Regions from separate parts of the Anser cygnoides genome. Here region 2 is linked to region 1. Evidence: chromatin contacts called from public Hi-C data. All regions are on one chromosome and are shown on one strand. The core of a region is the stretch at or near the end of the contact, and the rest is flanking DNA. Distances in the headings are between cores, read along the strand shown. Region 1 holds the start of PRORP (protein only RNase P catalytic subunit). Region 2 has its middle 11 kb from the start of NFKBIA.

The links. Hi-C and Micro-C count contacts between places; a contact is called where the count stands out from the background.
Region 2: a Hi-C map of liver shows a contact between it and region 1, with 2.5 times the contacts expected there. The contact joins the enhancer-like site here to the promoter of PRORP in region 1. A contact is called at or near these places in 4 of 7 Hi-C or Micro-C datasets (granulosa cells and liver).

What each region holds. Positions count from the first base shown.
Region 1 is chr5:40,300,561-40,304,238 of Taihu_goose_T2T_genome, reverse strand. It overlaps PRORP (protein only RNase P catalytic subunit), which reads right to left and starts at 2,152. Exons shown (of 8, transcript XM_048059954.2): 1 at 1,996-2,152; 2 at 222-1,605. The coding sequence starts at 1,219. PPP2R3C (protein phosphatase 2 regulatory subunit B''gamma) reads left to right here and starts at 2,222. Exons shown (of 13, transcript XM_048059960.2): 1 at 2,222-2,377; 2 at 2,665-2,792. The coding sequence starts at 2,329.
Region 2 is chr5:40,411,087-40,414,864 of Taihu_goose_T2T_genome, reverse strand. No RefSeq gene overlaps it. Among named protein-coding and RNA genes, the nearest start is that of NFKBIA, 11 kb to the right of the region's middle. Within about 2 kb of position 1,349, at least 1 of the 3 cell types and tissues checked has open chromatin away from gene starts, as enhancers often do. A contact at or near this core is called in liver, where this site is marked.

The DNA of each region.
Region 1 (3,678 bases), core at 903-3,402:
CTCTGTCAGCAAAAGTTACTTCCCAATCTGCATTGTTTTCACGAGGCTAAGGGTGCTAGAAGTTGGCAGATTCTATTTCTGTTTGGGAACTGTGTCAAGTGCTTATTCATTTTCAGCCATCAGCATAAACAATATGTTAAGGGATCTTATTAGATTTGATGCGTGGAATAATCAGAATCCCACCTTCATGAGCTGGAGCTTGCTATTGGAACATTATTTACCTTTCAAACCACAGCTTTATACTCCGCATAAGTGTTTTGTGAGGATATATTTGGTTCTCTCTGAAATATAAGAGGATACCAAACAGCTCTTTTTGTAATTCAGGATCTTTCGTACCCCTGCTGTAGTCAAAAAAGGCCTGCAGGACATCCAGTGTTGGCACCAAATCTTTAGCCAACATTTCACGGTACAGTTCGCATGCGAGGGTCATTTCTTGGTGACGGCAGGCTGCTTTGATACAGGACTCATAGTTCGCTCGTGAAGGAATCATAGCCATTTTTATTTCTTCCAAAATAGTCAATGCCTTTCTCCATTGATCTGAATTACTCAGCCCCCTGACAATAACATTGTAAGCCCCACTTTCTAAAATTTTAAATCTGATTTTCAATATATCATACACGTCACAGATTTCTGAAGTCTTCCCTTGTTGGGCACACAATGCCAGATACTTGACCAACAGGTTATACCCAATGTCACCGTTACTTTTTGCCACGTGAGTCAGCAAGGACTTAGCCACGTCAATGGGGCTGTTGTACCTGATCATATTGTTAAACATCACTTCTTCAAATATTTCTGGTGACGGAAAGCTTTCCCTCAGTCTATTCCATTCCTCAGCCTGTAAAGGTTTTTCTGGAGGCTGTACCTTGGCAAACTTATGCCTTAATGAAATGTGACTTATTCGTTTCTTGGGAGCTCCTGCAGAGGAAGAGAGGCGGAGTTTCTCTTCAGGTATTTGTTTAGTTTCCTCATCCCATCCTTTTTCTTCTTCGTAAACAACTTCAGACCTTTTCTTGGTAGGAAAGGCATCAGCTCCTTTGGGATCCACGGGTAAAGCAGTGCTGGAAGATGTCACGAAACTGAAACAGCTAACTTTTTCCCTACTGGGGATGCCGAAAGAGACAGCAAACAGTTGTTGACATCTCGAAACAGGCCAGAACATACGGCATTTCCACAGCAAAGCCTGCAAACCCTGCTGACTAGTTTGAGAAAAGAGTGCCATCACAAGAAGTTATCTCACTATCAGCTCACGGTGTTGAGAGAAGCTGTAATATGGAAACCAGCTTGCATGGGAAAGTTTATCATAAAGGTCTGAGGGCCGTCACGCTGCATAAGCTGCAGTTTCAAAATGTGTGTTCTGTGAGTCGTTTACAATTATTATGGAAACAAAAAAAGGTAAAATGTCTTCAAAAAAAAAAGACAATTACTCAGACTACGAGAACATTCATCCAAACGAGTGCCCTTCTGTCTAGAGATGACGCTTTGCAGGTTCGCGGCGCAGCATTTCTCTGACAGCTGCCGTACAGAGGAGGTACCGCTGCATGCAGCCAGGCCAAGGGCGCAGCGTTTCTTCCTCCTGCCTTCACGCAGGCCAGTTCGGGAGGTTCCCTACAAACAAGCACAGCCCGCACCGTCACGCCCTGCTCCGCACCACTCACACCGCCACCTTCACGGCTCGCTGTACCCCGACACCTCCAGGCCAGGAACCGCCCCGGGGGCCCTCGGGCAGTCCCGGCACGGCCCCCCCGCCCCCCGCCCGGTGCCAAGCCCCGCCTGCTCGCCCCCAGCCCCCCCCACGCCTCGCTGCCACAAAGCGGGGGCCCGCAAGCGACGCGGGCTGAACTACAACTCCCAGAGTGCCACGCGGCACGGCGGCGGCGCGCTGCCTAATGGGAAATGTAGTCTCTCTCCCCCCCTTTGCCCCGCCTCACCGCGCCAGAGCGTTCAGGAGCGCGGCAGCTACGCGCGCTGCGCTCTCACCCTGCGGGGCTCTCTCACCTCGCTCGGTGCGCGGCGGCCGTGGGCGCCTCGGTGCCGCGGGGGGCTCGCTGCGGGCCCGCTGCCCGCCCGCGGCGTGGAGCAGAGGCGGCCGCGCGGCGGACAGGGCGCTCACCGCCCCTCTCACCCGGAAGTGCTACTGGGCGCGCCCGCCGGGCTCACAGCCAATCACATCTCGGGGGGGGGGGGCGTGCGTTATAAGTCCTGCACGCCTCTAGCGGCTCCTTCCGCCATGCCAGTTGAGGGCGCGGCGCCCGGAGCGCCCGGAGAGCCCGGAGCGCCCGGCGCGTCGGGTGGGTGCAGGGCGCATGCGCGGCGCCGCTCTGCGGGGCCATGGACTGGGCGCGGAGCCTGCGGGGCCGCCTGGCTGCCCGCCGCCTCGGTGAGTGCGCGGGGGGGGGGGGGGGGCTGGCTCGTCTTCCTCCTCCTCCTCCCCTCCTCCTCCTCCTCCTCCTTCTTCTTCTCCTTCTGGAAGCCCTCAGCCGGGGCCTGCCTCCCCACTGAGTCTGTTATTGATGCAGTAGGTGTGTGCTCCGTTCCTTTCCGCGTAGTGACTGCCCCACCGCTCCGTGCGGCTGTGTAAGCGGCGGTGTTGGTTCCTCTTCGCGAGTCCTGCGGCGTGCCAGAGCTCTAGAGTCCAACGTGGAAACTGTTTTCTGTGTTAAGCAGCCAAAAGGAGCGAGCAGGAGCTGAAGGATGAAGAGATGGAGCTGTTCACCAAGTACTACGTGGAATGGAAGGGCGGGAGGAAAGGAGGCAACCCGTCATACACCAACATCCCGCGCTTCTACTACAGGGTAGGTGGGGCGGCCAGGTGAGCAAGAGGCTGTGTCGTCCCATAAAAGATGCTTGTGCTTATTCAAAGGGGCGTTTCAGCCTCAGAAGCTGAAGTATCTTGAGATCTGAAAGATGTGGATCTTCTATCTCTGTATGCATACAAATTTCAGCAGTTCGAAATAATTACCAAGCATCTCATGAAAGGACATGAAATAGCTTGGTACTCAGGCAGTAGGCTTGGGGGTTTCCTAAAGGTAACAAGTCCTGCTTCTCTTTCAGAGATACTTCCCTTTTAACTAAGTTTTGGCATACAGGTGTTACAAATAAGTACCTTCTTGTTTGTATTCAGACACTGTAGGCTGCTACTTTGTGAAAAGGATGGGTCCTTAGTCTTAAAAACTACAGATAAGGCTCTTGCTTGCATCTGCCAGAAATGCTTGGTCAGGCAACTTACCTGTGGCATACATCAGATAGCTTTGGGGGACTATGAGAACAAAAGTTTGACACCTTGATAGCGCTGGCATTTATCAGCTTGACAGTTCACTGCTGTCTAGTCTTGTATCGTCCCATATTCCTTAGGATCATGGGTTTCTGCCAACAAAGTTCTCATGTACTTATGTTTCAGTTGATGACTACACATGCAAACATAAGTTCTGATAGTGATAGTATAGTTTTTTGTGTAAATGTTGGTAGAATTTTCATACAAAGCATTCTTCCGTATTTTGCTGACCAAAACATGTCTCATAGACACGTATGCTTTTGAGAGTCAGGCCTATCATGAAACAGAAAGTGCTGCTCTCTCCTGACTAAAAAAACACTAGTAAATGTCTTGTGTAGCCCTTCTATCTTAAAACAGTGGGAAAATGCTTCTAAGGTGGGTTACCAGGTATGTGATAGGTCTCCCTG
Region 2 (3,778 bases), core at 100-2,599, 110 kb before region 1:
TCTAAGCAAGATTGCCAGTATGAAGCTTCCAAGGTGGTCAAATGTGAAATGTGGATCAGCAACAGGTGGCTTTCCCTTAACCTCTGCCCTACACAAAATCAGGTTTATCTCAGCAGGAGCTGTGTAGTTAGGCTGAGCATGGGGAGAGGGGTTTATACTAAAACACAGTGATGTGGTGGCATAGGTGGCACAGGTCTAATGTAACCAGAACTGGAAGCTGAGGTCTGGAGGTCTTGCAGCTCACTCCTTTGATTTCGTTAATGTTGGGCAGGTTACAAAAACTTGCACCAGGCTTTTTAGCGTTCACAATTGATAGTAAACAGCAGGCGTGTAATGTCACCTGCCCAGAGTAACTTAAACTTGCTCAGAAAGCTGGGCAGAGGACAAAGTGTCCTTGGGTAGGACACCGTGCAGGCAAGGTGGACCCCCTTTTTGACTCAAGCCATCATGTTACAGCACTGAGCTCTTGGCATTAAGGAGCTTTGCAGTGCACTCATGGATGGCATTTATGTCAGATCTAAGAGCAGCTGGAGGATTCACCAACCCACTTCCAACTGCCTTGAGACATGGGATGTTTCTCAACCAGTGGGGAAAATCCCCTGGCCTAGGACATCTGCAGAAAGCTCAAAGGCCCTGTAATAGGCTGTGGAGAAGGAACTTATTAGGCTTATCTTTGGTTTTTATTTGTGAAGAGTTTCTTGTCTGCACAAGGTATTTTACCTCAGTCCTGATACGTTAAATCTTTCTTCCTTGGAGATTTAAAATATATTTGTTTTCACCATTTCTCCTCAGTCTCTATCTGTTGCTTGCAATACTAGAATAACACAGAGACTAAAACAGCCTGACGTGGACTTCCCCTAGAGATGTGTCAGGTGGTCAGGAACAACCTCGACGTTTCAGCATCCTAACTCAGCAAAATACAGATTCCTGGAAATAGGTATTTCAGCCGTGCCAAGAATGCTGCACCAAGCAATGCTGTTATCGATCCAGACCACACAATGAATGATAACTTCATGTATACAAGGACAGATCAAGTGTACTTCATAAAGCATTCCTTGAGAGTCTAATGAAGCACAGAGTGAGATTTTTGCCGTAAACCCACCGTGGTTCGCCTGGAGGCACGCTGCCACCTCCTTGGATCGCTCACTGAAGCAAAGATCAGTTTTGCGAGCTCTGAAAGTCACCCCCCCAGCCTCTCCTGCAGATCACGGCCAGCTTGCAGGTTTCGCTGCGCTTTTCTGCAGGGCTCAGGCACCACTAGAGGGAAACACAGCACCACCCTCGGCAGCTGCCGCGGAGGCCGAGGGCCGGTGGAAGGCCGAGGAGAAGCCAGGCTCTTCCCCAGGGGCTGTCCTGCCCTGGGACACCCTTCTGCTGGGCACTGCACGGGAACTGGGGCCGCGGGGGGGTAAATGCCACAAAGGGTGGCAGGGGAGGAACCCAGTCCCACTGAAACGGAGGAACTGCCCTTGAGAAGTTGGCGGGCTCACGGGGTTGAGGGCCTCCTGACAGGAAGCATGCTGATATTTCTGTATGGATAACATGAAGGGCATCAGGGGGAAGCTGCCTCTGGTTGGTAGTTAAATTGACATGAAGAGCTGCTCCCTGGTCTGAGAAAGAGGGGCAGGAGGTTTGTTCTCTCTTCATCACACTCTCTCTGAAGGAAGCACCTGGAGGCTGAGAGGCCCCAGGCACGGCGCTCACAGGGACACAAGTCCTCCACGGCATCTCCCCAGAGGCAGCGGCTCCAACCAGCCCAGTGCTGCGTCCAGGCAGTGAGTGAGGGCTCATCACCAGCCTGCCAGGGTGAGAGCAGTGACCCTTCTCCACTTCAAAGGTGCTGGATTCACCACTTTCCAGCATGGAAGCAAGGGGTTCAGCAGTTTTCCTAAAAGACTCATGTTTCAAACTTTGCTTTGGCTTGGCAGGGAGAGGTGAATGCATTCAGCTTATAAAAAGACAGTGCTGTTCCAAACAGCTCCTGGATTGGTTTGTTGCTGACAAGAATGCTATCAAAGGACAGATCAGTGACACAAAGGTTGACAAGAATGATCATTATCGTCATCATTCTTCTCACATACTCTTACCTTGTATAATAGACGTTTCCTCCCTAGACTTGGCCTTTAAAGAAAATTATGTCCAGTTCTCACCATGTTGTTTTCCATATCCTTGAATGATCTAGAAAAGGGAGTGAAGAGCCAAGTAGCAAAGACCACAGCTGATACAGAATTAGCCATAACAGATAAAACTGTGACTGAGAAGAATAGCAGAAATGTATTCTCTGCTACGTCATGTTATGAAACCCTATTTATGCATGAACAATCGTGGGCTTTAAATGAACTGTTTTTATTATAAGGATATAAAACTACTAGAGAATGTCCAAAGGAGGCTACAAAGATAGTGAAGGGTCTAGAGGGGAAGCGAGGAGGAGCAGCTGAGGTCCCTTGGTTTGCTCAGCCCAGAGCAGAGCAGGTTGAGGGGAGGCCTCATGGCGGCCTGCAGCTCCCTCACGAGGGGAGCGGAGGGGCAGGCGCTGAGCTCTGCTCTCTGGGGACAGTGACAGGACCCGAGGGAACGGCATGGAGCTGGGGCAGGGGAGGGTCAGGCTGGGTGTTAGGGAAAGGTTCTGCACCCAGAGGGTGGTCAGGCACTGGGACAGGCTCCCCAGGGCAGTGGTCACAGAACCATGCCTGTCAGAGTTCAGGAAGCATTTGAACAACGCTCTCAGACATAAGGTCAGATTTTGGGGTGGTCTTGTGAGGAGCCCGTGAAAAGCTCCCGTATGAGAAGAAACTCAACAGGTTAGAAGTAGACTATCTGAGGTTTGGAAAGTAGACAGCAGAGGGTGGTGACAGCTCAGTCTCATCACTGGTGGCCTAAGAAGATGTAGAAGGAGTCTCATTCCCTGTTTCACATAACAGAAGTATTCCTTTTTCTCTATTAAACTATGACCTAATAGTTTTAAAACAAACACCAGGAAGTCGTGGTGGAATTTTGTTTTCATTGTATGTTTAATTAAATCTTATTGTCACAGGATATTGTGGAGACCAAAGATGTGGAGAAGCCCACCAAGGGATTAGATACATTCACTGCAGCTAAATCCACAAGTAGCTACTAAAGATAGGTGCACAGGAAGCTCCTAAAGCTCTGAAAGCTGGATGCACAGTCCAGGAGCTGGACTATTACATAGTTATCTGCTGCTTCTTTTTCTTCTGTAGGTATCTTCAGATGGATAGTGTCAGAGATAGGGTGCTGAACCATGTGGATTGGCATGCTATAGCCAAGTTGGAAAGCTGGATCACCACAAGATTTTTCTGAAGTTCATATGGAATTTAGGATGTAGCTGGGAACTGACTTTCCACCTAGAAAGTGTCATACCTGGGATACAGCAATGAATAACTCAGGAGCAGCTTCCCTGCACAACTGCGAGCCAGAGTTTCACTTGCTGGTCTGGAAATGAAGCAGGCGGTAAAAGTGATTAGCAGTGGAAAGACACTAGACAGCTGTAATCATCTAAATGCCTTCCTATTAACCATGTGAGAAACTAAATCCTCACAATCACATTCGTTAGTAAATGCTAATGACAAACTGACTGCATGAAGTTTCATTTGATTAGGTATAAGAATCCTACCCCAATATAATTACGTTACACAGAATGACCTAAAAAAATAAAACCAGCCTGCCTTGGAGAGCAAATGACTGTTAATAGTAAGAAACAAGCAGAGAAGCCCTGTCCTTGCAGTACAAGGGCTGCTCCTGCTGCCGAGCAGCTTGACTG